Linked DNA regions of Mus musculus: region 2 is linked to region 1. A link is a contact called in public HiChIP or PLAC-seq data. All regions are on one chromosome and are shown on one strand. Each heading gives the region's core, a stretch centred on a gene start, on an enhancer-like site or on the middle of the called end of the contact. The rest is flanking DNA. Distances are from core to core; before and after follow the strand shown. Region 1 holds the start of Socs4 (suppressor of cytokine signaling 4). Region 2 overlaps Atg14 (autophagy related 14).

The links. HiChIP or PLAC-seq counts read pairs in DNA pulled down with a chosen protein or histone mark.
Region 2: a contact with region 1 is called in an H3K4me3 HiChIP or PLAC-seq map of bone marrow-derived macrophages, with 4 times the contacts expected there. The contact joins the enhancer-like site here to the promoter of Socs4 in region 1. A contact is called at or near these places in 7 of 39 promoter capture datasets (the 3T3-L1 cell line, the C10 cell line, cranial neural crest and 3 more), 3 of 484 Hi-C or Micro-C datasets (cerebral cortex, embryonic stem cells and palatal mesenchyme), 3 of 115 datasets of contacts at active chromatin or transcription factors (the SCID.adh cell line, bone marrow-derived macrophages and memory CD8 T cells) and 2 of 9 other capture datasets (adipose tissue and liver).

Annotation. Positions count from the first base shown.
Region 1 is chr14:47,275,589-47,278,288 of GRCm38.p6, forward strand. It overlaps Socs4 (suppressor of cytokine signaling 4), which reads left to right and starts at 1,332. Exons shown (of 2, transcript NM_080843.3): 1 at 1,332-1,633. It overlaps Wdhd1 (WD repeat and HMG-box DNA binding protein 1), which reads right to left and starts at 1,269. Exons shown (of 25, transcript NM_001360532.1): 1 at 933-1,269. The coding sequence starts at 1,009.
Region 2 is chr14:47,540,350-47,543,049 of GRCm38.p6, forward strand. It overlaps Atg14 (autophagy related 14), which reads right to left. Exons shown (of 10, transcript NM_172599.4): 10 at 544-2,700. The coding sequence ends at 2,488. Among named protein-coding and RNA genes, the nearest start is that of Atg14, 27 kb to the right of the region's middle. Within about 2 kb of position 1,447, at least 44 of the 459 cell types and tissues checked have an H3K27ac peak or open chromatin away from gene starts, as enhancers often do. A contact at or near this core is called in bone marrow-derived macrophages and memory CD8 T cells, where this site is marked.

The DNA.
Region 1 (2,700 bases), core at 82-2,581:
TTTAGGAGGCCCTCACTAGGACACCAGCTTCTAGGCAAGAATGGTCCACTTGAGTGGGCATGCGTGACATGGCTGCTATAGGGGTAACCAAGTGCTTTTTGGATTTAAGGTCTATTCCACAAAGGGGAACCCATTCTTGGTAGGTAAACCCTTTCAAAAGCCCATAGCAAGGGGAGGTCTCAGGCCCTAGGGGGTACACTACTGCATAGCTAAATTGCATAACCTCAAACTGCTGTCTAAATATTTATGTACATTTCAAATGCTACCCTCAGCCTTTATTAGGGAAGCCTCAGCCGGCCTGGAGCACGCCTTTAATCCCAGCACTTGGGAGGCAGAGGCAGGCGAATTTCTGAGTTCGAGGCCAGCCTGGTCTACAGAGTGAGTTCCAGGACAGCCAGAGCTATACAGAGAAACTCTGTCTCGAAAAACCAAAAAAAAAAAAAAGAAAGAAAGAAAGAATTAGAGAAGCCTCTATTTCCAGTAAATGGTGGTGATTGTAGAGCCTCATGACCGCACAAGGTGCTGACAAGAAGCGACTTCTCAGTATTGAGCCCTAAACTAGACATTTACATTATGTCCTCTAGTACACAGGGGACACTGTGAAAGAGGAAGCTGCAAAATTCCATCTCCTGGGCACGACAGTCATTGCAATTTACAGCAACTGCTGATGCTTAACTGTCTCATAAAATAAACATGACACCGAATGAGGACGTGAGTGGCGGGAAGGCACTCCTCTGGGTAAAGGATTTTAATTTTCGTGAGGTCCTAGAAGTGCCACGACAGTTCAAAGCAAACAAGCCTCAGGGCAGAGGCGCTCCTTGTTTATTCCTTCCTCTGTCCCTCCGCATCGGTCATCTTCGACCGGCTGTCCATACCGAGAATGACGGCTAACATTCACGCTGGACCCGTCCTTTGTTTCCAAAGACGCTTACCTTCCAGAATCATCAAAGCAGACTTCGGTGTGCCCTTCCGTATGTCCGTACCTCATGGGCTTCTGTGTGGCCGGCATCTTTCCCTACCTGAGCCGTTTTGTAAGAACTGGTATTTTTTTCAGTAGGGCGATCGTCCTCTCCGCGCCGTGCAGTCCTGTTTCCCTCACCCGAGGAGCCACAGCACGATGCAGCGGAAGGTATGTCACACACGCCCGGGAGATGACAAGCTTTCCCCTCTGCAAGCACGGGCAGCGGGGGCGAGGAGCAAGCGGTGTGCACCAGCGTCTGCTCTGATGGAAGCACGGAGCCGCTTCCCGCGCTCTGGCGCGCTCGCCCTGTGCGCATGCGCGGCCCGCCGCCGCCCAGCCCAGGTCCGGCCCGAGGTCGCCGGGTGGTGGCGTCAGAAGCGCGCCGCCTCGAAGCCGAGAGCTGGTGGCTGGGGCCGCTCTGAAAGAAAAGGTGGGAGCCGAACCCGGAAGTGGCGGCGGTCCCTGGAGAGCAGGCGGAGGCAGCGGCAAGTCTGACTCTGGGCTGACCGTGGAGCCGGGGCGGGGGCTGACAGCCAGGCCTCCGCCTGGCGGGAGCCGCACGAGGAGCGGGAGTGGCCGGGCCTCTCTTCCGCGCTTGAGCGAGCGCCGGGTGATGGCGGTGGTGATGGCGGCAGGCGCTCGGACAGCTCCGCTTGAGCTGAGCTCGGAGAGGTGAGAGGGGGAAGGGTGGCGGCGAGGGCTGGGGTTTGACGCCTGCCCTTTCAGGATCTCCTCCCGAGCCACCGTAGTCGCCTCCTTGAACCGATCGAGCTCCTCGGGACCGGGTTAGGGACAGACCTTGGCAAGCCTTTATTCTTCACGCCCTTCGTGCCCTCAACTTTGTCATTTCTGTGGTAATAAAGGATGGACTGATTCTTGTTTCTTGCGACTCTAGCTAAATAATGCTAAAGAGAGTTAACTTGGGTTTTCTATTTAGTTCCGACCAAAGTTTACCAAACTGCTTTTAGATCTAAAAGGAGAGGTCTAATTTGTATTGTTACAGGTTTCTGTTCATCGTGGCAGTCGATAACACATCCTCTACTAAGTCAGGTCTTGGCCCGTTAAGTTTATGCTTTTCTTGTTTCTTCACGTTCTCCATATTAATAAATTGGTCTGTTGAAAATTATGATTTTCGGTGATAATTGGGGCTTTGACGGCGTTTTTGTGGTACCCACTGTACAGTTTCAGTCAGACTTATTTTTATTACCGGAAAACTCTACAGAGGTAGATCTAGATAACTTATTAAAAAAATTGCAAGCTTAGTTATTACTCAAACCGTGGTATTCTTGCTATGGTGGCATTTTGTAAGGCATTTCTAAGAACCTGGGTTCCAAAAAGACACTCAGATTTGTATATGAATAAAAAGGAAGAGTAGTTGGCTCAAGTAGAATCTGAGATTCTTTTTTAAAAAACAAAACAAAACCCTATTGTTAATTTCCCACAAGAATAAAGGCACCTGAGACAATGACTTTTGAGTAACTTACTTTTATTTTGAAATTATTGTTTTTAGACAGGCCAATTTATAATTCTTTTGCCCAGTACCTGGACAATAAAAATGAGTAGGTACAGTGTGAGGTTCAAGTTGAGCTGATGATACTCATCTATATATTGAATATATTGTAATGGGATTTCAGAGTAATGCTTTTCAGAGCTCACCATTCAGAAACTTGCAAGTGGGAACAAGAGTTATTGATGTAAATACTTTAGACAGTGCCTGTGATACCATTTGATTTTAGAAC
Region 2 (2,700 bases), core at 197-2,696, 260 kb after region 1:
CGGAGAGATTAGTTACAAAAAGGATTCTTGAGAGCTTGCCGACTCCTCGAGGCCTGGGAAATGCCTCTGACATTTCCTCTTGCACTGCAAAAGCGAGAGCAGGCCCCGTCTCAGAGGCTCATTCCTTTCCAGATCAAGAACAGAGAATGAAACCCACAAGTCATAAGCAACTATTGTTTGCCAAAGTTGAGCCATCATCATTAAAGCAAATAACCAGTCATTTTAAAAACAACTTTCTTTTTCTTCTTTTGGTTTTTTAGAGACAGGGTTTCTCTGTATAGTCCTGGCTGTCCTGGAACTCACTTTGTAGACCAGGCTGGCCACGAACTAAGAAATCCCCCTGCCTCTGCCTCCCGAGTGCTGGGATTAAAGGCATGAGCCACCACCGCCCGGCTAAAAAAAATTTCTTACCTAGCAAAACATTCTTTAAAATGTATCCTTTAATTTCTATGAAGTACTCCAGGTTAGCTTGCACTTTTGCTGCTACCATCAATGTAGCAGCAGAACTAAATAGGAACTGGGGGACAGACACACACAGCCAAGTACTGTTAAAGGATTTATTGCAGTAATACAACAAAGGTTTAGAAAACATCTGTGTGATCAACCTGACCTGGAAGTTTCAGTCGCAGCAAGGGGGTTCTGACGTTGCAGCTTTCCCAATGCACACCTGAACCCCACCCAATGCTGACCCCCATACCATGGTAAGTTACATTTCTTGGTTCTACGTAAGACCATGTAAAGCAGCCCATGTGGTGCCTCTGAGTGTCTATTAGTATTACCTTGTTCCAAGAAATCATTTTTAAATGGAAAACATGATCAACTTCTATGGCTTTCGGTTTAAAAAAAAAAAACAAAACACCAGCTTCATTTTTTTTTTTCTAGAAAGCTGTTTGTGTACGGTTCTGACACCTACACAAAAAGTTTTAATGAGCAGCAAAGAGTGTAGGAACCAAACAGTGGTTGAAATGTGTATTTAAGACTATTTACAACAGGTGGATCCAGTGCAAAATAACAAAACCCCAAGGACTTGAGCAGCCTAGGCAGTCCGTGCTGGTCACTTACTGTGAGGGACGATGACAAAAGTGCCTCTGATTGATATGAAATAAAACAAGGCCACCCAGCCCTGTGCTTTCTGCAACTGTGGTTAAATTGCTGTAGGCGGTAGTTGGTGGCCTCTGCACTTTCTGTAGCTTCCTCCCAGCGCACTCAGTCTGTAAGTCCTAGAAGTAGGTGGTAAAACACGAGCCCAGCAGTCGCAGAGCTGAGCACAGAACAGACTCCAGCCGCCTGCTCCACAGCTGGGTATCTAGAGCTTGGGAACGTGGGGAACCTGGGCAGGATGAAGTCCTTCCTACACTTCTAATAACTGCCAAAGCGCCACAGCACCTCAATCTGCAGGCAAAGTACCAACCACAGTGTGAGTCAACAGAAGCCAGGGCGTGGCAGACTGCTGAAGGACCTGGCTGAGGTACCATCACACCAGTCACAACAGGAGGATATGGTGACAAGGCCAGGGGAGGGGGGTGCTTTCTCACAGGACTGCAGGAGTCTGTTACACAGAACTTCCTTTTTGAAGTTACTAAAAATAAAAAAAGAACTCCTTATGACTTGAACATAATGCCTCTCTTTTTATAGCTTTCTATAAGATTGTCATTAGAATGACCTCTGAGGAAATCCCTTGATAGCTGAGCATTTCCTGGGACAGCTGCTCCGCGCTACACTCTGCATAAGGTGCTGTCTTCAGTCTCAGAGACCCCAGGGACAAGAAGACCTCAGGAACAAGAAGGAAGAGTTCCCTGGAAACACCTGCTACTAGTTAACCCCACCACCACCACCAAGGAAGAAACCGGACAGCAAGCGAGTGACCACGTAAGTGTTCAGCCAACGCTCGGGTAGCATTTAGCCCATCCAGGGAATGATGGAGGAAGTGAGTGTAGTACAGACAATCCCAATGACTTATCTCCCTTCAGAATACAAGAGAACTGTTTAGACATCTAACCATCCCAGCAGACTCCCCATTCGCAGATATGGGTCTACAGAAATAAAGAATTTGGTTTCTTTGGTGTGTAGTAGGAAATCAGGAATGTGACGCACAATGACTGACAATAAGCAATAAGCAATAAGCTTTCATTTCCTCCTTCCCCAGACAACCACCTCTCCCGGATGAGGCCAAACTGCTGCTGGCCTGCTGGCTGGTCTCTCAAGAGGATGACAGAAAAACAAACTCAGCCTTTGTCTTTCATTCCTCATTACCAAGAAACACTTCTTTGTGATCTGATCAAAGCCTAGGACTTAGTGTCAGGGAGACTCTGCACCCAGGAACCAGCATACTGAGGACCTGGGCCCAGGAGCCCCGAGCTCAGGCCCTGACACTAATCTTGTCCTGGCGATAGCTTCCAAGCTCTATCGCAACTACACAGACAAGGTTATGAGAGTGCAGTGGGAAAGACTCTGAGACACAAAATCAGCATTTTTGGTCCCAACTCGTTAGCGGTGTCCAGTGTAAGCTTTGAACCAAGAGGTCACCGAGGCCGCAGCGGAGGAGATCATCCCACCAGCGCTGCTGCTGGCAATGGGTGGGGACACCTGGGTGCTCTGGCTCTGGGACACTTCCACCGGCTGGGAAGGGATGTCACAGAATCGGGGGCTTGGCAGGTTCTCCCAGTCTGTGCCCAGGTCAGTCTCCTCATCGCTTACACG